Linked DNA regions of Gossypium hirsutum: region 2 is linked to region 1. The links are chromatin contacts, called in public Hi-C maps. All regions are on one chromosome and are shown on one strand. Each heading gives the region's core, a stretch centred on a gene start, on an enhancer-like site or on the middle of the called end of the contact. The rest is flanking DNA. Distances are from core to core; before and after follow the strand shown.

Region 1 (5,909 bases), core at 1,894-4,393:
CTGTGGGTGGAATGAGGTGGGGTGGGGGTGGGGGTGGGGAAATGTCTTATACTTGATTTTATCTTAATAAAACAAATACTGGTTAATAAATAACTTATTTCTGTTTCTTTGTTAACTTCAAATCAAGTATACTTCTGTTTTACCAATAACATGATTCCAAAAGTAATGACTTAGATCTCAGCATTACATGCAACTCAACATGTAATAAACAAAAATAAAGAGGGGGGCAGGGATAGCTTCAAAACAAATATACTCACAGGAATCGCAATTTCGACAGCCTCCCCAAAGATTCAGGAATAGGACCACTGAAACTATTCAAATAGAGATCCAAGCTCACCAAGCTAGTCAGATTCCCAAGATCACTAGGAATTGGTCCACTTATGTTATTACTGTAAAGTTCCCTGGCATAAAAAGATAGGTCTCAAAAGGCATAATAGTAATGAAATACTAAGGCAAGCAAACTGTGCACTAACAACTGAATACTAAGTTTTGGGTTATAATACCTTCAAAAAAAAAGTTTTGGGTTATTATATTGTTCGCAATGTCTAAAAGAACTGTCCCGTAAGCCATCATATAATGGGAAAAAGATGTCCTCTTGTCATGTTCAAGGGAAACAAACCATAAGTAAAAGGAAGAAATACAATAGAATATATAGTACCATCCATCCTCCCACAAAGTCCTGAAAGACCAGCTCAAGGACTAGTTATGAAAGAATGAATGTATGGCAGCTCCATAATGCTTATTAATTCCTTCATGCATCTTCATCTCTAGGATCTTGTAACATGGACCACACATTTAGAGAAGGGATAGTTGCAGTTAGTAACATGTGTTTTCTGATCCTAGTAAACATATATTTATTCCTAGATGATGGTCCATATAGAAGTAAACCCTTGTTTAAGAAAGCATCTTAAAAAACTTTACCATACCATAAACATGAAGATCATAGCAATTAGATTCTAACAGGAGAGGAGATATTTTAGTTCATTAAAAAATGGTGCCTCAATCTAGACGTGGCCAACATGACCAACACTATATGAAAGAAATAGGTCCTTATTACAGTTATTCATAGATGGATTTCAGCAGCCAGACTGCCAACAGAATTTTTTTTTTTTTTTTTTACATTTGATACTCTTTATTCCACTGGCAAAGACTGCCACTGAACCATGAAGAGAAGAATTACAGGTTAGCCTTTTCTCAGAACTATGAATTGAATATGTAAAAGTTTGATAAAAAATAATGAAGTACGTGGGACCCTCAACTACTTCCCACTGGCCATGCGGCTAAAGAAGCTTAGTTAATGCAAAAATAATTGTCGTGAAATATTTCCTCCTGTTACAAATATAAAGAATGTCCGCAATGGCCTATTTTACTCGGACACAATCACATCAATCAGCTAGAATTATTAAGGTGAAGCATGACTTACAAGTACTGCAAATTCTTAAGCAAGCCAAGCTGCGGTACAAGCTGACCAGATAAAGCTGCATTTCCAAGATCACTGAAAAATTGATGCAGGGGTAGACATTACACAAGTAACCCTTCGCGAATTCAGTAAAGCACAATTTTCTTAAGTTGCAACCATGTACTCAGAAAACATCAAAGAGCAAAAAACCTTACACTCTAATAACACTATTATCATTGTTACATGTAACGTGAAACCATGTGCAGGGGTTAACAAGGGTAGGATCCCAACTCTGCAGTACATTGTTAGGATCATTCAAGTTGGTCCTTAGGCTGTGCAATGCATCACCTGTTTCAAGAAGCAAGTAAAGATTGTAAGAGAATAGCACTAAAAAACAATGCAAATGTTAAAAATATATAGCACAGCCAACCTGCTACCGAACTATATCTAGAAAGCATATTCATCAACACTCACAAAGCATTAGAACGTCTATCAACAAGCAGAAAGCAGTTACTTGAAGAAGCTTAAACAGTTTGAAACAGTACTATCATACTTCAACAGTTACAGCAACAAAATCTTCTAAATTTTGCAGTTCTGGAAGTCAAATGTAAATATAACATACATTGAACCAGTAGTTAACCAACAAAAAAGAAGCAATACAAAATTCTTTAATATTAAACAGCGCGAGTTTAATGACCTCATGAGCATAATAGATCTGCTATCAAACCAGCAAGGGATGTGAAAAACAATTTCAATTGTGCGATGAAGCCATGACTTCTACAGTATCACCAACATTTAATGTCTAAAGTACGCAACTACTGTGAACAATAAAATGTCACAATCTGAAATTATTACAAAGCCATTCTAGAAAAAGCATTTTTCTGAGACATGTTCTAAGATACCCAATATAACAAAAGTCACAAATTGTACAACCATATTGCATAATACTAACATTTGATTGACAACAAGGATCAGAATCCGTACAATCAAATTAAACACTTCTAAAGTAATCTCCCAAAAGCAGAACACACAAAAAATGAAACTTCCAACCATCAGGAAAACAAGTATAAAGCACACACATTTTCAAACTCAAAACCAAATTATAAGAAGAAATATCAAAAGCCCCATTCAGCGAAGTTACAAATATCAGGGATCAAACTCCAAAAATAATTGAATGCAAATAACAAAAAGGAGTTGCCGGTAGAGAAAAAAAAAGTAAGACATGTTCACCTTCCACATTAGCAGAAATAAGCCAGAATGGATGCAGTAGCACCGAGATCAAACAAACCAAAACCAAAGATTTAACCTTTTTGCTTCCTTCCATTTGACAAAAGAAAGGGGAAACTAAAAGCTGCAACTTTTTAATTTAAATTTTTTTAAGCTCTCAATCTAAATATCCTTAGATCCAAACAATACAGAAACCCCAACAGCACAACATTACAGCAAAAAACCAAAAAACCAAAAACCCTAGCTCTCAAATCCCACCATTACCGCCCAAAAATCTCCTCAATCAAATCCTTCCCTTTGATCCCACTCCCCTCCATTCAAAAGCACGCCCAAAAAAGGCAGCCAACAAAAACATATATACAAAGAAAAAGAACAGAAAAAAACCAAGCCAAAAATTACTCTTTTTTTAAACCCTTTCTTTTAGCAAGTTTTAAAAAACAAAATAAAAAAGAAATGAACTTTCCTTTTTGCGTTTCTCAAAACTTTCTCTTTGTAAGTCAAGTGATGGAGTGATTTTGAGAGAGAAAGGGAAAAATAATTTTTATTTTATCTTTTTTTTTTCCTTAGAGAAATGAGAGCGAAGCGTGCAGTAAAAGAGGTGACCGAACGTGCTGACCGTTGCCCGAACGCAGTCAAAACGGGTTCGCGCTATATAATGGAAAGTGACATAAATAAGGCTTTGAGGGTACCTTTGGGATTTCATTTCCGTTTTCGGTCAAAATGTTGGACCGTGGATCCCCCACTGCGCATCTCTTTTAATTGAAAATCTTTTGTGCTATAATTATTGAAAGTAATATGATGAGAGTTCCGTTTATACACTTCTAAATTTAAAGTTAGTATACGGCTTTCTTTTACTTATTTTAATTCTTTTAAGGGTAAATCTTAAATTTATAATTTGATATATGAATTTTGATTTGTTACGATTATACACATGTAATTTGAATTATTTGTATATTAAACTTTATTTTTGATTTAATTTTACTCATTTTAATTAATATATATTTATTTTCATATCAGATTAATATAACTAATTGTGTATACAATACATCAATGTAAAATTGTGCTAATTCGATGATGTTAGTAATTTGAGAAAATTGAATCAAATCAAATTTTCATGTATAAAATTGCACAAAATCAAAGTTCATTTATAACATTACACATTAAATTAAAATTCATGTATAATTTTAATATTTATCTATTTTTTTATTATATCTTAAATCTATCCATTCCAAATTAGTTCTATCTAATAAATTACATCATATTTAAATATTGATTCCATGTAATAAATTTGAGAAACTTTAACATTAATACTTTAAATTTGATATTTATTAAATAAATGAATTTTTTTAAAATATTTGTTGAATTATAAATGAGATTTTGGTATAGTTGATAAAGACTAAAGTCTTACGACATATCTTAAGTTCAACTCACTTTTACATAAAACTTTTACATAAAACATGTGATGTTTGTCTCTAAATTTTTTTAGACTTAAGACTCACCATATATGAGTCGCTTCTTATATTAGTTCAATTATGCCTTACAATGCTATTTGTAGTTGTTTTGGAGTAATTTTAAACTTCAAAATATTAAGAAAAATGTATTTAAACCCTGAAGTTTCATTTAAAAAATTCACTTATTTATTAAATAAAAGGATAATTTTATCATTTATTAGTTATTGTTGTTATCTTCAATCTTTATATTCAATATTTTTAATTAAAATAATAAAAAATAATTATAATTATATTATATATTAAATATAATGCATTGTTTTTTTTTTAAAAAACCCAAATGAGCGATTCCATTCAACTCAATCAAATAACGTCTACCATAACAAAGTCATGAAGTTCGTGGAGTAATCCACACAAAATCAAACCTCATTAGCGTCATTTAAAACCATGCAGCATAGCAAGTCGGCAACTTTATTGGTCAATCATAAGTAAAAACAAAGTCTAAATGTTCAAAGTCTAAAAACAGAGAAAGAGCCTCCAAAACAAATTGGCACAACAAAGATAAGTCAAGTGTTACATGGTTACAATTGAAGATTACAACATAAGAATTAGACTCTAGTACAATATCCTTAAATCCCATGTCACTAGCCAAATTGAGGCTCAAAATCACTATGTAGGCCTCCGCCAAAGACAAGTCAAAGCAATTGAATGCCTTAGTTGTTGTCCCACCCAAAATTAGCTCATCTACATCCCACGCAATGGTCCCAAACCCAGCCATGCGCGTATGCTTGTCCTATGTAGCATTCATGTTCACTTTCACTCAACTCATACAAGAAAGAACCCAACGCCCTATGCAAGGCTTCCATAACAAGATCAATCAATTAAGTAGGTTGTGAATGTGGAACTCATTATGTAAAGATTACACATAATTTAGCACAACATGAGGTGGAGTGAGGCATCCATGCAAGACTTCATTATTTCTTATGTTCTAAAACTCTCGTAATAGCATACAAAAGCTAGCCATTGAAACCCTGTCCAACTTGCGTATAGCAAATGCAAGCTAGTGAGTACAATAAAAGGCATTGAAAGTAAAAATAGTCATTAATACTTGCTAACCTCAGTATAGCATTTGAGATTGGACAATCACATAGAGCATGGAAAATTGTTTCCCTCTCAGCACCACAATGGCTATAAGCAACATTAAGATAAACTTTAAACACTGAAATCTTAACATAAGTAGGCAAGAAGATTTCATGCCCTACACATCAAGCAAATATTTTCACATTAAGAAGCATGGCAAGTTTACATAGTGATGCGAACCGGCCCGGGTTAATCGAGTCGTTTCATGTAGTTCGCCCAATCGTTGATGATGAGTAGTTGAGTTGTCAGAAATAGGATGAAATGAGGCTAAAGATACGGAAGCTTTCAAATGGTTTTAAAGGTTGGCGAAGGTGATGGTAAGTTTGTAGGTTCGGTTTAAAAATAAAAATAAGGAAAAAAAAGAAGTTGAATAAATGAAGGCTCAGTTTTGTAAAAGATATTATAGATGGTTAAAATATAGGATATTCGGTGGAAATGGACAAATGAGCTTAACACCAGAAACAATTCAACACTAAGGAGTGTCACCCCGGTTTCTATTTGGTTAAGGTGATTTGCGGAATTGTAGAAGGGTTGAACGTCATACCAAAAAATAAGGTGATAAGTTCAAAGAGAGAACGATAGACGCCACTAGCACGCTAGATAAGTCAGATCGAAACTCATACGAATTTAGAGAGGAGAAAACTCACTCTTTGAACAAAGTTCATTCAATAATTTGGCAAAAGTCCTTTTACAAT
Region 2 (5,909 bases), core at 1,251-3,750, 330 kb before region 1:
AAGGGTGCAGTTAATGACATATCCATCATCATGCTAAGTGATATTTAAAATGATTGAGGAGATGAAAAATACAGTTCCAAATAACCATTCATCAAAATTTTCTTTTTGTGATTTGCTTTCCAGTGACTTGTTCTCAACAAATAACTTCTGGGATGAAGTTAATCAAGTTTGAAAGATTCCAGAGACTATCTTCAAGAACAATGATATGTGGTTAGGATCCAATCAACTATCTTTCATATATATATATATATATATATATACATACATGGAAACTTCTTGTTCGAAATCTATATTAGCACATTAAACTAAGCCTTTAACATAGTGCACAGAAGATTCCTTCGAAACGCAGATCCTGAACTAACCAAATAGAACTATTAGCTGTTCCTAAATTCTGAGACCATGCAACTTTGCCCCTAAAGGAACCAAACAGGAATGTAGAAATTTCATTAACCAAGGTAGTTTCAATAGAAATAAAAATCTAGTTTCAGCTGTCATTTTCTGTCTCCACTTTGTTTAAAAAAAGTGTATCTCCAACCCATAAAAAAGGAAGGAAAAAGAACTCGGACAGTACAAGAGATTAGTTCCTGTAATATTCATATGAACTTCAAAAGCCAAAAGGATGAGTTTATCAATAATAAAAAAATGCAGCTTTTCATTATAGTAGAAAAGCCCTTTCCTATAATTTGAGTGCATATAACAAGAAGACCCATTGCAAAAACCAAGTTTAACAAACCAAAGCAGACAGAGGACCCAACATGCATCACAAGTTTAAAGGAAAATTAGAAAGCACGTAAATTTGTGAAGCACATGAAACTTATCCTAGATGCTACGAGAACTTACAGGTCGTGATGAAACAGCTTGAGCAATTTTAATGTATGCCTACAAAGAAGAAAGAAAGAAAACTAAATTTCTTTAAAAATGAAATCAAATCAAAGGTGATTCCAAGTTATTAGCAATCTAAATCCAAGCACAATAGTATATAATTGTTTGTGTGTTAGTAAAAAGAGGCTAAACATTAAGAGACAGTATAGCTTATGGCCAAAAGAAAAGTCTATATGGCAGAAAACTCCATAGAAGAAATTCTCTTTAACAATTTTTTTCAGACAACTTTTCAAAGATACATTTAAGACAGACCCAGAAAGAATTTGAATTTGAGTAACAGTGCATCTTAATGGAAAAATGGGAAGTATAGCTGATCTGCAGAAAAATGAAATGACAGCATAAACCGCTCTAGTGGCTAAAACATGAATGATAAAGTAAACATCACATTAATATCTATATCATGATTTTCTAGAATTTTCAGGTGACATTTAAAGTGAACAAGCTTTTACTTCCTGCTGCCCCTGCTCCCTTTTTCCCTTTATCTCTATGATGATCGAATCATTTGTTCAGCTGCACTTTGCATTCTCTAAAACATTGTGAACCTTTTTCCACTATTTTCCACAAATATTTTAAACATTGACTGAATTTTCTGTACCATTTAACTTTTTTAAGTACCGATGAACTGGAATTTTGAGAAAAACAAAGCTACAAAAAAGCGCAATGTTCAGTAGAAAAAAATCATAACTTAACAGTAAAATTTAAATAGGGGACAGGTGAAAATGTAAAGATATCAGCCAAATGATGGTCGGTTTGATTATAAAGGGAATCAGTTAATAGATGAACTAACAGAAATTTAAATCTCCCCGAGCTTAACATGCAAGACAAACGCTTTATAACTGAATCTTATGCACAATACTGAAATAATATACCGGCCCAAGTTCCACCAGAATTTTTCGAAGCTCGGCAGCTCTAACCTGCAAATCAGAAACAGTAAAAATCAAAATTTCAAGAAAACTTCAAAATATGTAAGGCTTCCTTCGGCTGAAATTAAAATTTTGGAATAATAAAAAATTGAATTTTTAACTTTTGGGAGTAACAACACATAATTCTAATGGCGTAAAAATTTAGAAAACGGAGTCAAACAAATTCGACGTCAGCATCAATTTTCTCAGAAAGTGAGTCTACTTTAAACGTAAGGAGTAATTAAAGTTAAACCTTGAACATTTGATCGGATCGTTCCATAAGATTATCAATATATCGAACTCCGAACCATTTTCCAAAAGTAGTACCGACTTGAATAAGCCGACGCAACAAAATCAGGGGTTTTCTTCTATAAATAGCGGCGATTCGTGAAGGGCTGTAATCGAGTAAGGACTCAGCCTCAAAGGCACTGAGCTGGAAAAGGTAACCTGACTTCTTCGTGAAAGAATCAACTTCAAGTCCCGCAGCGGCGCGTATGATGGGGCGTGGTTTTGAACGGAAGCTAAGTTTTGGAGTGGCGGGAAAGGAGTGGATTGGAGAGGAAGGAAGAAGTAGTGGAGCCATTTACTCCTTTTTCGGTGTAACTGTTTCTGTTTAAACTTTTTTTCGGTTCTTTTTCATGAAAATATGAAAGAGTTAGAGAAATAGAAATGGTATGCGATGGACAAAATAGGAAAAAGAAAATGTGACAGAATAATAAATGCTGAGGTTAGAAAATTATGTGAAAAAGGAAAGAGGAGCAAGCGTACAGGCACCGTCCTTTTTTTTCGTCCTTTAATATTTTATCCATTTCCAAGGGATGCGTACCTGCCTCCTGCCAGAAAATAAAAAATTTAATTTTTTCCATATCTTAACATCGGGTAGGATCTAATTAGTGTACTTTATTCCTAAAGCACACCATATACATATAGAAAGTACAAATTTAGAATATAAATAAATATTTAAAATTAGTATATAATAATAAAATATATGAGTTGAAACTAATTAATAATAAGGTAAACTATTATAATAGTCACTTTTGTTTATTTTATGTTACATTTTAGTTTTAAAATATTATATTTTAGTCACTTACGTTATCGCATTATAACATTTTAGTCACTGAACCATTAATTTTCAGTAATAGTATAACGATAAACTGACGTGGCATGTTAAAACATCAGTTCAAACAAAATTTTTAGGTTAATTTATACAATCGATCTCATATTTTTTGGTTTTGAGTAATTTTTTTCTATTATATTCTTTTAACTTTTTTTCCATTCCCTTCTGCTTTTCCCTCTATTTCCCTTCATTACCTAATTCTTTTAACATAATTTTTTTATGTTTTTCATTTATTAAAATTAGAATCTATACTTTTATTTTTTTTGAACAATTTAATTTTTTCGAGTGAGGTGAGATTGTGGACTAGTTTTAACAAATGAAAAATATAGAAAAACTACGTTAAAAGAAATGAGGAAGGGAGGAAAACAGAGGGAGAAGTAGAAGAGAATGAAAAAAAAAGGAAAGTTAAAAGAACATAAAAAAAATTAAATTGCTCAAAATGAAATATATATATATGAACCAATTGTAGAATTTAACCTAAAATTTTTGTTTGAAATGATGATTTAACGTGTCACGTTAGCTTACTGTTACACCGTTAACGGCTCTGTGACTAAAATGTTACAATGCAATAACGTAAGTGACTAAAACGTAACATTTCAAACAAAAGTAACTAAAATGTAACATGAGGCAAACAAAAGTAACTATTTTGGTAATTTACCCTTAATAATAACACATTAAATATGTGCGATGTTAAAATGAAAATAAATTAGATTAAAATTGTTCATTATGGTGTTGTCATCAATCTTGAGTGTCGAGTTAACTTGTTACACCAACTCAACGAAATACATTAACATAGATACACAATTGATATACGTAATAAAGTGTGCATGATAAAAATTAAAATTAAAATATCAAAATAAAGTTTTAGCTAAGTGGTAAATTAAATATTTTACTAATGCAATTGGTTCGAATTCAAATCTCATCATATTCATACTTTTATTGTTTTTTTTAAATAAAAAGACTAAATTACACTTGAATAATATAACTTATTTTAACTATGAAAGAGTATTTTTGTAATTTCTCTAACTGAGCTGATGACTCAATTTGTTTGAGTGGTGAATTTAAAGTTTTTCAATGTAATTGGTATGGATTTAAATCCCACTATATGTATTTTTTTTAATTAAAAAGATTAAACTGCACTCGAATAATATAACTTACTTTAAATATGGAAGGTCATTTTGTAATTTTTTAATCAAGTTAATGCCCGGTTGACTCGTAACACCAACTCAGTAAGATATTTTATTAATAGTATAAATATATATTAAATTTAAACAAACTAATGTGATTTTATTATTAAATAGTTATCTAAATTTTTTTTTTCAAATATCTACCTCATATGAATTACATTTATTAAATTAGACAAATAGTTGAACATTGATATAGTTAAAAACAAATAAATAAAAAATAACAATTAAATAAGAAAAGAATTGTCAATTGAAAAAAGAGAAGAATTCTCAACCCCATATATTATATCTTATAGTATTAACCGGAGATTTATAGGCTTTTATGGGTATTAGAAGGAAAAAAAACAGCTGAATCTTGGGATTTCCTTCAATAACTAGGGCAGGATTAAAGTTTATTGTGGATGATTTTAGGTGATTTTAATGAGATACTTCCTTTCAGGAAAAAAAAAGAGGTCGTATTCGAGATGATCGATAGATAGAGGACTTTCGAGCAACATTGGATTTATGTAATCTGATAAATATGGTTTATCAAGGAAGATGGTTCACTTAATAGCGGGGAAATTTTGTTGATAACAATATCAGGGAGAGGCTTAATCGAGGTGTTGCCAATTCCGCCTAGTGTGAGGTATTTTCTAGTTTCATGCAGTCTTCACTAAAATGGTTACAACTTGAGTTATCGAACTCGAAATCAAGTGATTCAATGTATGCTTCAAAGCTAAAAGATAGATCTTCAAATTCTATGGAGACATCTCAACCGAGAAATAACTGAATCCCATCCAAAAAGTCAACTCAAGTCGATTGATTTTACAAACTTGAAATTGGAAACTTCAATGAATGGTATTTAATAAATTTCACCCCATTCGTGTTTGTATCATTCCCCATTTCCTCAAAAAGATTCATCCTCGAATCTTGTCTTTGGTTGAATAAGAAATATTTTTTATCATATGTGGAATGGGTTAATTGAGCTCCTTTCAAAGGATCAACAAAATCCTCTAAAGAAATAAGTCCACTAATTATTCCTCATTCTTGCATTAGTATTTTCTTGCTTTTCACTTTCTCTTCCTACTTGAGAACTCTCCAATTTCACCTCATATGTATTCTCTATAACTCCCCAAAAGTTAAATTTTTGGTCTGTTAAATTTTTTCGAAGTAAATGATTTGGTTCAGTGGTTAAGTGCTTTGGATGTGTGTTGAGGTCATGTGTTCAAATATCACTTTTGAAATTTTTTTCCATTTTTGTTCATATCCCTATCTCTGTTCATTTGACTTAAATATTATCTTCACTCAACTTGTGACAGAATAAGCTTGCTGGTTTAGTGGTAAGGTGTCAGCTTACCCTTTGGTCCTATGTTTGAAACCCCACATGTGTCGATGAGGAATTTCTTTTTACTATTTCTACTTGAGCCACCCAAGTGGTAGAGTTTGAGTGGATCTTGAAGTCTTTGGGAATCTGATAGGAGTGGGTAGTTGTGTTAGTGGGGGGAAGTAGTAAGTTGTTTAAAAAAATATAAGATAATAATAAATGTATTTTTGAAAAAAAAGTCCATAAAAATTCTCTCCCCACAGTCACATCTGACGTATTTCCCCTTATCTATCCCTATCATTTGTTTTTCTTCTTCTTTCTTTTCTTCTTCTTATTTTGTTCTTTCTTATCTGCTTTCATTTCCATTTTGGTATCCATTCATTTGCACAGTCGATTATTGTGTTTCTTTTTGGTAAATTGATGTGGTTATGGTGTTATGAGTGTTTTGGTTTGATTTAGGGTGAAATATCATGTTTCAGGTTAGTTGTTTAAGTGTGTATTGATTGCTGGTTTTCTAATAG

The links. A called contact is a pair of places that touch in the nucleus more often than the background predicts.
Region 2: a Hi-C map of leaf shows a contact between it and region 1, with 2.6 times the contacts expected there. The contact joins the promoter of LOC107889745 here to the promoter of LOC107889821 in region 1. A contact is called at or near these places in 6 of 34 Hi-C or Micro-C datasets (callus, leaf and petal).

The regions. Positions count from the first base shown.
Region 1 is chrD06:30,019,953-30,025,861 of Gossypium_hirsutum_v2.1, reverse strand. It overlaps LOC107889821 (somatic embryogenesis receptor kinase 1), which reads right to left and starts at 3,143. Exons shown (of 11, transcript NM_001326767.2): 1 at 2,630-3,143; 2 at 1,615-1,747; 3 at 1,424-1,495; 4 at 258-401. The coding sequence starts at 2,723.
Region 2 is chrD06:30,351,354-30,357,262 of Gossypium_hirsutum_v2.1, reverse strand. It overlaps LOC107889745, which reads right to left and starts at 2,500. Exons shown (of 20, transcript XM_016814338.2): 1 at 2,038-2,500; 2 at 1,752-1,796; 3 at 841-879. The coding sequence starts at 2,367.